Linked DNA regions of Macaca mulatta: region 1 is linked to region 2. Evidence: chromatin contacts called from public Hi-C data. All regions are on one chromosome and are shown on one strand. Each heading gives the region's core, a stretch centred on a gene start, on an enhancer-like site or on the middle of the called end of the contact. The rest is flanking DNA. Distances are from core to core; before and after follow the strand shown. Region 1 holds the start of LOC106993196. Region 2 has its middle 28 kb from the start of SCYL1.

The links. Hi-C and Micro-C count contacts between places; a contact is called where the count stands out from the background.
Region 1: a Hi-C map of CD4 T cells shows a contact between it and region 2, with 2.9 times the contacts expected there. The contact joins the promoter of LOC106993196 here to the enhancer-like site in region 2. A contact is called at or near these places in 9 of 14 Hi-C or Micro-C datasets (CD4 T cells, blood, fetal cortex germinal zone and 6 more).

Annotation. Positions count from the first base shown.
Region 1 is chr14:8,973,855-8,977,458 of T2T-MMU8v2.0, reverse strand. It overlaps LOC106993196, which reads left to right and starts at 2,131. Exons shown (of 2, transcript XM_077962431.1): 1 at 2,131-2,270. The coding sequence starts at 2,210. It also overlaps a transcript of FRMD8 not described here.
Region 2 is chr14:8,897,240-8,900,758 of T2T-MMU8v2.0, reverse strand. No RefSeq gene overlaps it. Among named protein-coding and RNA genes, the nearest start is that of SCYL1, 28 kb to the right of the region's middle. Within about 2 kb of position 1,443, at least 34 of the 40 cell types and tissues checked have an H3K27ac peak or open chromatin away from gene starts, as enhancers often do. A contact at or near this core is called in CD4 T cells, blood, fetal cortex germinal zone and 2 more, where this site is marked.

The sequences.
Region 1 (3,604 bases), core at 882-3,381, 76 kb before region 2:
CTTCTTTGGGGCTCTTTAACACAGCAAAGGCTGTTATTTTTAAATCCTAGCTACACTTGGGTTGCACGGAGCAGCAGGAGTGACTCCCCACCCCGCCAGCCTGGCACACACAGCCTGGCTCAGCCAGCACCTGGATCCAGAGGCTGGAAGACCTGAAGAGGCTCTGCCCAGACTGCCCCTGAGGACAGTGCAGTGGGACAAGATCCTCACAGTCCCCAGTTCCCAGACGATCCCTAGCTCTTCAGAATGCAGGTGGCAGAGGTGACCAGAACAGTCAACACATGTGATCCTACTGTCCCCTCTGAGGCTGCGGTTTCCAGGTCATTATCCACTTACCGCAGCAGCTGGGGCATTCCTGGGGGCTTCCCAACCCGGGGCTAGCTGGACACAGGAGGCTCCAGCTACAACCCAAGCCCAGCAAGAAGCCTGCGCAGACCCACAGCTGAGGCTTCATGTGGCCAGCCCCCAACCAAGTGGTAGTGCATGGAGAGACCCACGGGAGGCCAGAGGTGCTGCTGGGACTCAGAAAAGCCACAGCAACCAAGGCGACCCAGGACGCTGTCATGCTCAGTCTGACAAAACAAAGGTGCAAGGGGCATAGATAAAGCTGGAAAGGAGAGGGCTGGGGAGGATGTGCCAGGGGCCTCTGACACTTGTCAGGGAGCAGGAATTCCAACTGCTCCCTGCACACAGAGTTGCAGGATTAGCAACTGAGTTACCCATGGAGACATCAGCTCAGAGTCCAGGCAGCTTTTCAGATGACACTGGGGATAAGAACATAAAGACCAGGAAAATCACTTTGCACACACATGATGCCCCAACAGATGTGCCGGCCACCACCCAACACAAGACAAAGACGAACAGACAATAGACTGGTGGGGGAGCAGTGATCAAAGAAGGCTTCCTGGAGGAGGGGGCCTGACCGGCTCAGTAGGATACAGGTAAATGGTGCAAAGTGAGAGGGCATGGGATAGAGCAGGGTCAGTCAACCAAAGCCTGTGACTTTGAGCCTAAGGGACACTGACAGTCCTGACCCAAAGGAGGTGCAGGCCTCGGGACAGATTCTCATCGCTCATTCTTCTCCCTGGCGCAGAGGACTTCAGAGCTACCTGGCATTTTCTCCCTGTCCAAATCCACCCCACATTTCAAAAAAAGTAGGCAGACTACCCAACTTCACCCAGAACGGGGGTGCAGGGCTGGGCCTGGGTCTGAGGACTTCAGTTTTAAGCAGCAAGTCCAGTGGCCCTCACCCGTATTGGGCGGACAGTGTGGGTGGGGTGGAGCCTGCGTCCATCTGCAGGTTGCTGGTTCGGCTGTGGCCAGCAGGGGGCAGCTGAGCCCACTCTTTCCTCCCGACCGGCTGCAGGGACAGTGAACAGTACCGCCCGCCCAGGCAACCTGGAACCAGGGTCGTGCCCTACGGCAGAATGTGGGGGGCCTTGGGTCTGGCGCTGCGTGCTCACCCCCTCTCAGAGTGGGAGTCCTGGCTCCTGACTGCCCTGACCTTCTTCCTACCACTGGGCCCATGATGGGGGTCCCCAACTTTCAAGAACACAGGGTAAGGGGTTTGTTTCCCTGGTGGTAAGGGAGGGCATTCCTCAACGTCGTGATGGGTCCTGAGTTTTCCAAAGATTAGCATCCATGTCCTGGAAACGGATTCTGCTTTAGACGTGTGTTTTTCTGTGAAATGACAACTTAGTAAAAATATTTAAACTGGGGCTATTTGCAGACATCTAAGAGGTGGGGTGAGCACAACCTGGCACTAGTCGCCTCCCTCCTGAGGCAGCTGACTGTCCGGCCTCTGCCCCTGGGCCCTTCCTCCTTCCCAGCTGCCCTGGGTCCTCTTCCAGCACCTCCTGTCCCCGCCTCACACACTAAGTCCTCCTGCTATTTTTAACTATTTGGCATAATTTGAAAAAGAGAGAATAATAATAGTCCCAGCTCTTCCCAAGGACTTATTTGTCCAGTGCCCATCTGACCTTGGCACTTTGTTGTGGGGGTGGAAGTGACCCTGACAGGTTCTCCCAGCCAGGCTTCCCATACAGCATCGTCAAGGTCAGCAGCCTCGCAGGCAGGGGGGTTCTACTCCCCCGCGGAAGCGCTGGCACCACGGCCAACTTGCTCACAGAGGGCACTCAATCAGACCAAGGTGGGTTGGGGCAGAAAAGCCTCCTTCAGAGATTCAAGGACAATCACAACCGGTGCTGTGATGGGGCCACCGGGACAAGCACAGTGCGCCATTCCCGTCAGCAGGGACCCAAGAGAAAGTGGTAGGCTCTGGCAGGGCTGCTGGCGGTCCTGGAGAAGAGAGAGGGCTTTGCGGACCTGGGGTGGAGGTGGTGGGATGTCAGCACCCGGGCTCCCTGCTCAAACGAGCTGGCACCAGGATTCCCAGTGGGTGGGCTTGGGGAGGAGGCTGGAAAGGTTGGCACAGGCAAAAGTGTGGGGCCTAGGAAAGCTGGGCTTGCTTATTTGGCCAAGGGGAGGTGGGGAGGGTTGGAGGAGGTCTAGGGGCCGCTGGAGGTGCAGGGCAGCCCGGGGAGGCAGGGCTATGGGGCCCAAACACGCATTCCACAGGCCTTCCCTCTGCGGGAACAGGAGTGAGGACACAGGCGCTCAGCATGGCAGGATGGGAACAGGAAGGTCTGGTGAGCGCTGTGACCATGAGGATGGAGCTACAGGAGACAGACGTGACAGTGAGCTAGTGAAGAGGCAGGAGGAGGCAAGGAGGGCAGGGTGTTCTGGGGTGCCAGCTCAGACAAGGCTCCAAGGAGTGCGTGCGTGCTCAGGAGGATGGGGGACCAGGGCCTGGGGTAAGGGGCAGGCGCCCAGGAACTCTAGCATGGCAGGGAACAGGGGGTAGTCCCAGGAGATCCAGATGCAGGGGCTGACATCGCAAAGTTCTTTCCTGTAAAGCACAGCCTGAGGCCTGGGGCTTGGCCCTGCGCAGAGGAAGCCCCCCTTAGATCTGCCTCGGCAGTAGTGAGGAAACGGCACACACAGACCCCACACAGCCCGAGGAGACAGGGGTCAAATGCAAGAGTGAGAAGCTCCCTCCTGAGGGGCCCTCCCCTGCCTCGCCTTCCTGGCGGGCAGCCTGCTTTCCAGCACACGTGGTGGACCAGCCCACATTAGGTCAAAGTGTTAAAAATAGCTGGAGGGCTCAATATGTGTAGGGGGTATGGGAGGTGCTGAGGGAGGGCCCAGGACAATTGGTAAGGAGGAAGGGCCCGTGGGGCTGGGGCTGGCACAGTGGCTCCTGTGGGTGCAGCAGCTCCGGGACATGCTCACCTCACCTCGGCTTTGTAAACCAGGGCCGTGGGAGTCTCCTCTCCCTCAAATGCCTCTGCCTCTGCCACCGTGTGGCTGAGAGTGCACCCCAGTTCCCTTTGACCACCCCAGGCAGTCCCAGTCCACAGAGAGCAGCTGTTGCCCTTCCCTCTCCTGCCTCCTGACCTAGGAACCCACAGAGCTGGGCCTGTCATCACATTTGTGGGGCCACAGCTGACCTGGGAACTCCCTTCCTCAGTCAGTCCACAAATATTTACCCAGAGCCTCACCGTGCTCAGTGACCTTTACAAAACATAAAGTGCAGAGTCCCGTG
Region 2 (3,519 bases), core at 194-2,693:
CTCCAGGCCCCCAAATCCCCATTTGCGAAACGAGGTGACCTGCCTCAATTTTCCTCTATCCAGCGATAAAATTCTACTAAAAAATTTCCAACCCCAGAGCAAGCATCAGGACTGTGCCTAAAGGGATCCGGCTGCATCTCAGTAATATTCCACTCTTACAAGTTAAAAAAAAAAAAAAGAAAACAACAACAGTTTCACCAGCGTCAATTGAGAAGAACTGCTTCAACGGTCCCTGCTTTATGTGGGCAGATGGGGACAGGGAGTTGGCCCAGAAAACAGGACCCTCATTTGCTGGAGCCCCCAGGGCAGCTCCCCCACACTTTACACAACCTGCATCATTTACAGGAGCCAAAAGGGTTTTAGAAATCAACTTCATAGAGCTGCTGTATCATTGTGTAGTTGCCATCCTTTTGTGTAGTTGCCATCTTAACCTATCCAGTGTCATTAATCTCTCCCCTCGGAGTTGACTGCCTAAAAACAAGCCATGATACAGGTTCTAAAGACCCGGGGGTGAGGGAGCAGAGTGGGTGGGTCTCACCACCCCGTCCAGCTCCAAGCTTCGTGTGCCCCGGAGCTCTCCATTTTAGGTCATTGCTTCAGTTTCTTTTCTAAAAAATTAGGCTACTAGGCCCGGCGCGGTGGCTCAAGCCTGTAATCCCAGCACTTTGGGAGGCCGAGACGGGCGGATCACGAGGTCAGGAGATCGAGACCATCCTGGCGAACACCGTGAAACCCGGTCTCTACTAAAAAATACAAAAAACTAGCCGGGCGAGGTGGCGGGCGCCTGTAGTCCCAGCTACTCGGGAGGCTGAGGCAGGAGAATGGCGTAAACCTGGGAGGCGGAGCTTGCAGTGAGCTGAGATCCGGCCACGGCACTCCAGCCCGGGCTAGAGAGCGAGACTCCGTCTGAAAAAAAAAAAAAAAAATTAGGCTACTGCTAGGTCAGCCTGAGACCACTTCCGCCCCGAGAATTCTAGACTAGTAAGACCTGGTGACATACAAACGACGAAGATATTTTGCAAAAACGCCATAGCCCTTGATAGCTATACAAGAATCGTGTTCTGATTTTCAATTAATGGATGACATCGAGACTATATGGAGGAAATGACAAAGGACAGGATAGAGGTGGGAAAGGAAGACTAGACTGAAAAGGGAAGTTGGGCAGCAGCTCCCCGAAACGAAGACCAGCCCCCAAGTGCGGTGACAGCGCAGAGTAGCAACCAAGAAGTTCCCAGCCCAGCTGCCACCCCGCCCCCATGCCATTCCCTAGGACTGGCGCAGGCGTTAGGGCGGGGAACGCGTGCGCAGTCACGCGCTGCGCCAACCGCCACAGCTCCGGGAAGGCGGCCAGGACCGGCTAGAGCCGGTTAGAACCGGTGGCTCCAGCCCACGAGCCAGCGCCTCACAAAGGGAGGGCGGCTCACGGCCCTCGCGTATCCCTGCGCGGCGCTCGCGAGCTGCCCCTCCCCCGGCCTTTGCCCCTCCCCCGGCCTTTGTCCCTTCCGCAGCCCTGCAGGCCGCCGGGTCGCTCCCCGCCCCCGCTTTCTCCTCCGCGGCCGCAGCCCGAGGCTTCTGTGAAGTATTGGGGTCCTGCACTGGTCTCTCACCTGCACCCTTAGGCGCCACGCCATTTTAGCAACGCGGAAGCCGGGCGCCGGGAAGCCTCAGCCCGCCTGTAGGCAGGTCCTCTCTGCTGCCTCCCGGAGTCCCCGTTTCCCTGCGTCCTTGGGACGCAGCGACGAGCTGTACTGTTACGTTAGTCGTCCTTTTAGGTTGGCCATCCCAGGTGGTGGTATTTAGATAAAACCACTCAAACCGTGCAGTTTGGTCTTGGGGTTTGGAGGAAATCTTTATTTTTTTTCCTACTCCGGTTCAGGAAGTCTGAAGCTCGGACCTAACCAGGCATAAGACAGAATCTGCAAAACAAAGACCCCTAGCAAAGCAGACCCAGAGCAGTGTAAACACTCCAGGGTGTGTCCCTGACTGGCTGCCCAAGGTCCCTGTGTCTTCGGAGACAAAGCCGTTCGCTTAGTTGAGCAACTTTAAAAGGCCACTTGAACTTGCTTTCCATGGCGATTTGCCTTGTGAGCACTTTCAGGAGAGCCTGGAAGCTGAAAAACGGTAGAAAAATTTCCGTGGGGGGCTGGCGGCACCTCGGGGCCGCAGATCAGAGGGGGCCACTGGCAGCCGGCGGATCCCGGGGCTCAGGCGGGGAGCAGCTGTGTGGTGTGGGATTGAGGCGGTTTCCAAAAGTGGGTTTTCACGTTTCTAAGACTTCCCAAGAAGATAGCCTGTGCTGCTCGGATTTCTCGAATAAAAGAGCAAGCAAAACGTGTGGCTGTCTGGAGCAAGTCGCAGGACTGCAGGCAGTTGGGGGAGAAAGTCCGCCATTTTGCCACTTCTCAACCGTCCCTCCAAGGCTGGGGCTCAGTTGTGTAATGGAAAGTAAAGCCCTGAGCTATCACACCTTTACCTTCCTTCAAAGGGTAGTAAACTATTCCTCCTGTCCCTCAAGAGAACACAAAAAGCGCTTTAAGAGGTATTTAAAAAGTTCCGGGGATTTTGTGAAGTGTTTGATGACCCGTTTAAAATGTGATTTCCACGTTTCTTTTGTCTAAAGTTTTCAGCTCAAATCTTTCCACATGCTAGTAATTTAAATATTTCTGAATGTGCAGTTTGCACTCAAGTTCCATAAGCTGTTATGAAAAAATCTAGAAAAGTCTTGTAAAACTAAAACCTATTTTTAACCGAAGAACTATTTTTTGCCTCCCTCACAAAGGCGGCGGAAGGTGATCGAATTCCGGTGATGCGAGCTGTCCTCCGTCAATAAATAGGCCTCGCCCGTGCTTTGCGGCAGGCATTGAGGCAGCCAGCGCAGGGGTTTCTGCTGAAGTGGCAGGCGCAGCTTGAGGAACCCGCAGATAAGTTTTCTCTCTTTGAAAGACAGAGATTAATACAACTACTTAAGAAATGTAGTCAGTAGCTTACTAAGATTTTGCTTAGCATTAGGTTCTTAACGTAATTTGAATAAGATTTTAAGAGAAAATATGAAGAGTTAAAAGTGTAGCGTGAGGAAGGAAAAGGAAAAAACGTTTCTAAAACATGACGGAGGTTGAGACGAAGCTTCTTCAAGAAGTAAAAAAATGTATTTAAAAGAAAATTGAGAGAAGGGACGCCAGAGCCCTGAATTAATACCAGTAGAAGGGCAGTGCTTTTAGATTAAAATGAAGGTGATTTAAACAGAGCTTAAACGTTGTTTGAAAAGTTGTAGGTGATTAAAATAATTTGAAGGCGATCATTTGAAATGAGATAAAATCGAAGGTCATTAAAAGACCTTGAACTCCATGACGCAGGGAGAGTTGCGTCATTTAAAGCCTAGTTAATCTTAACGCGTTTGCTAAACGCAGACGAAAAATAGGAAAGATTAATTGGGAGTGGTAGGATGAAACAATCTGGAGAAGATTAGAAGTTTGAAGTGGAAAACGAAGACAGAAGGACAGGAAGGCGAAGAAAAGAATA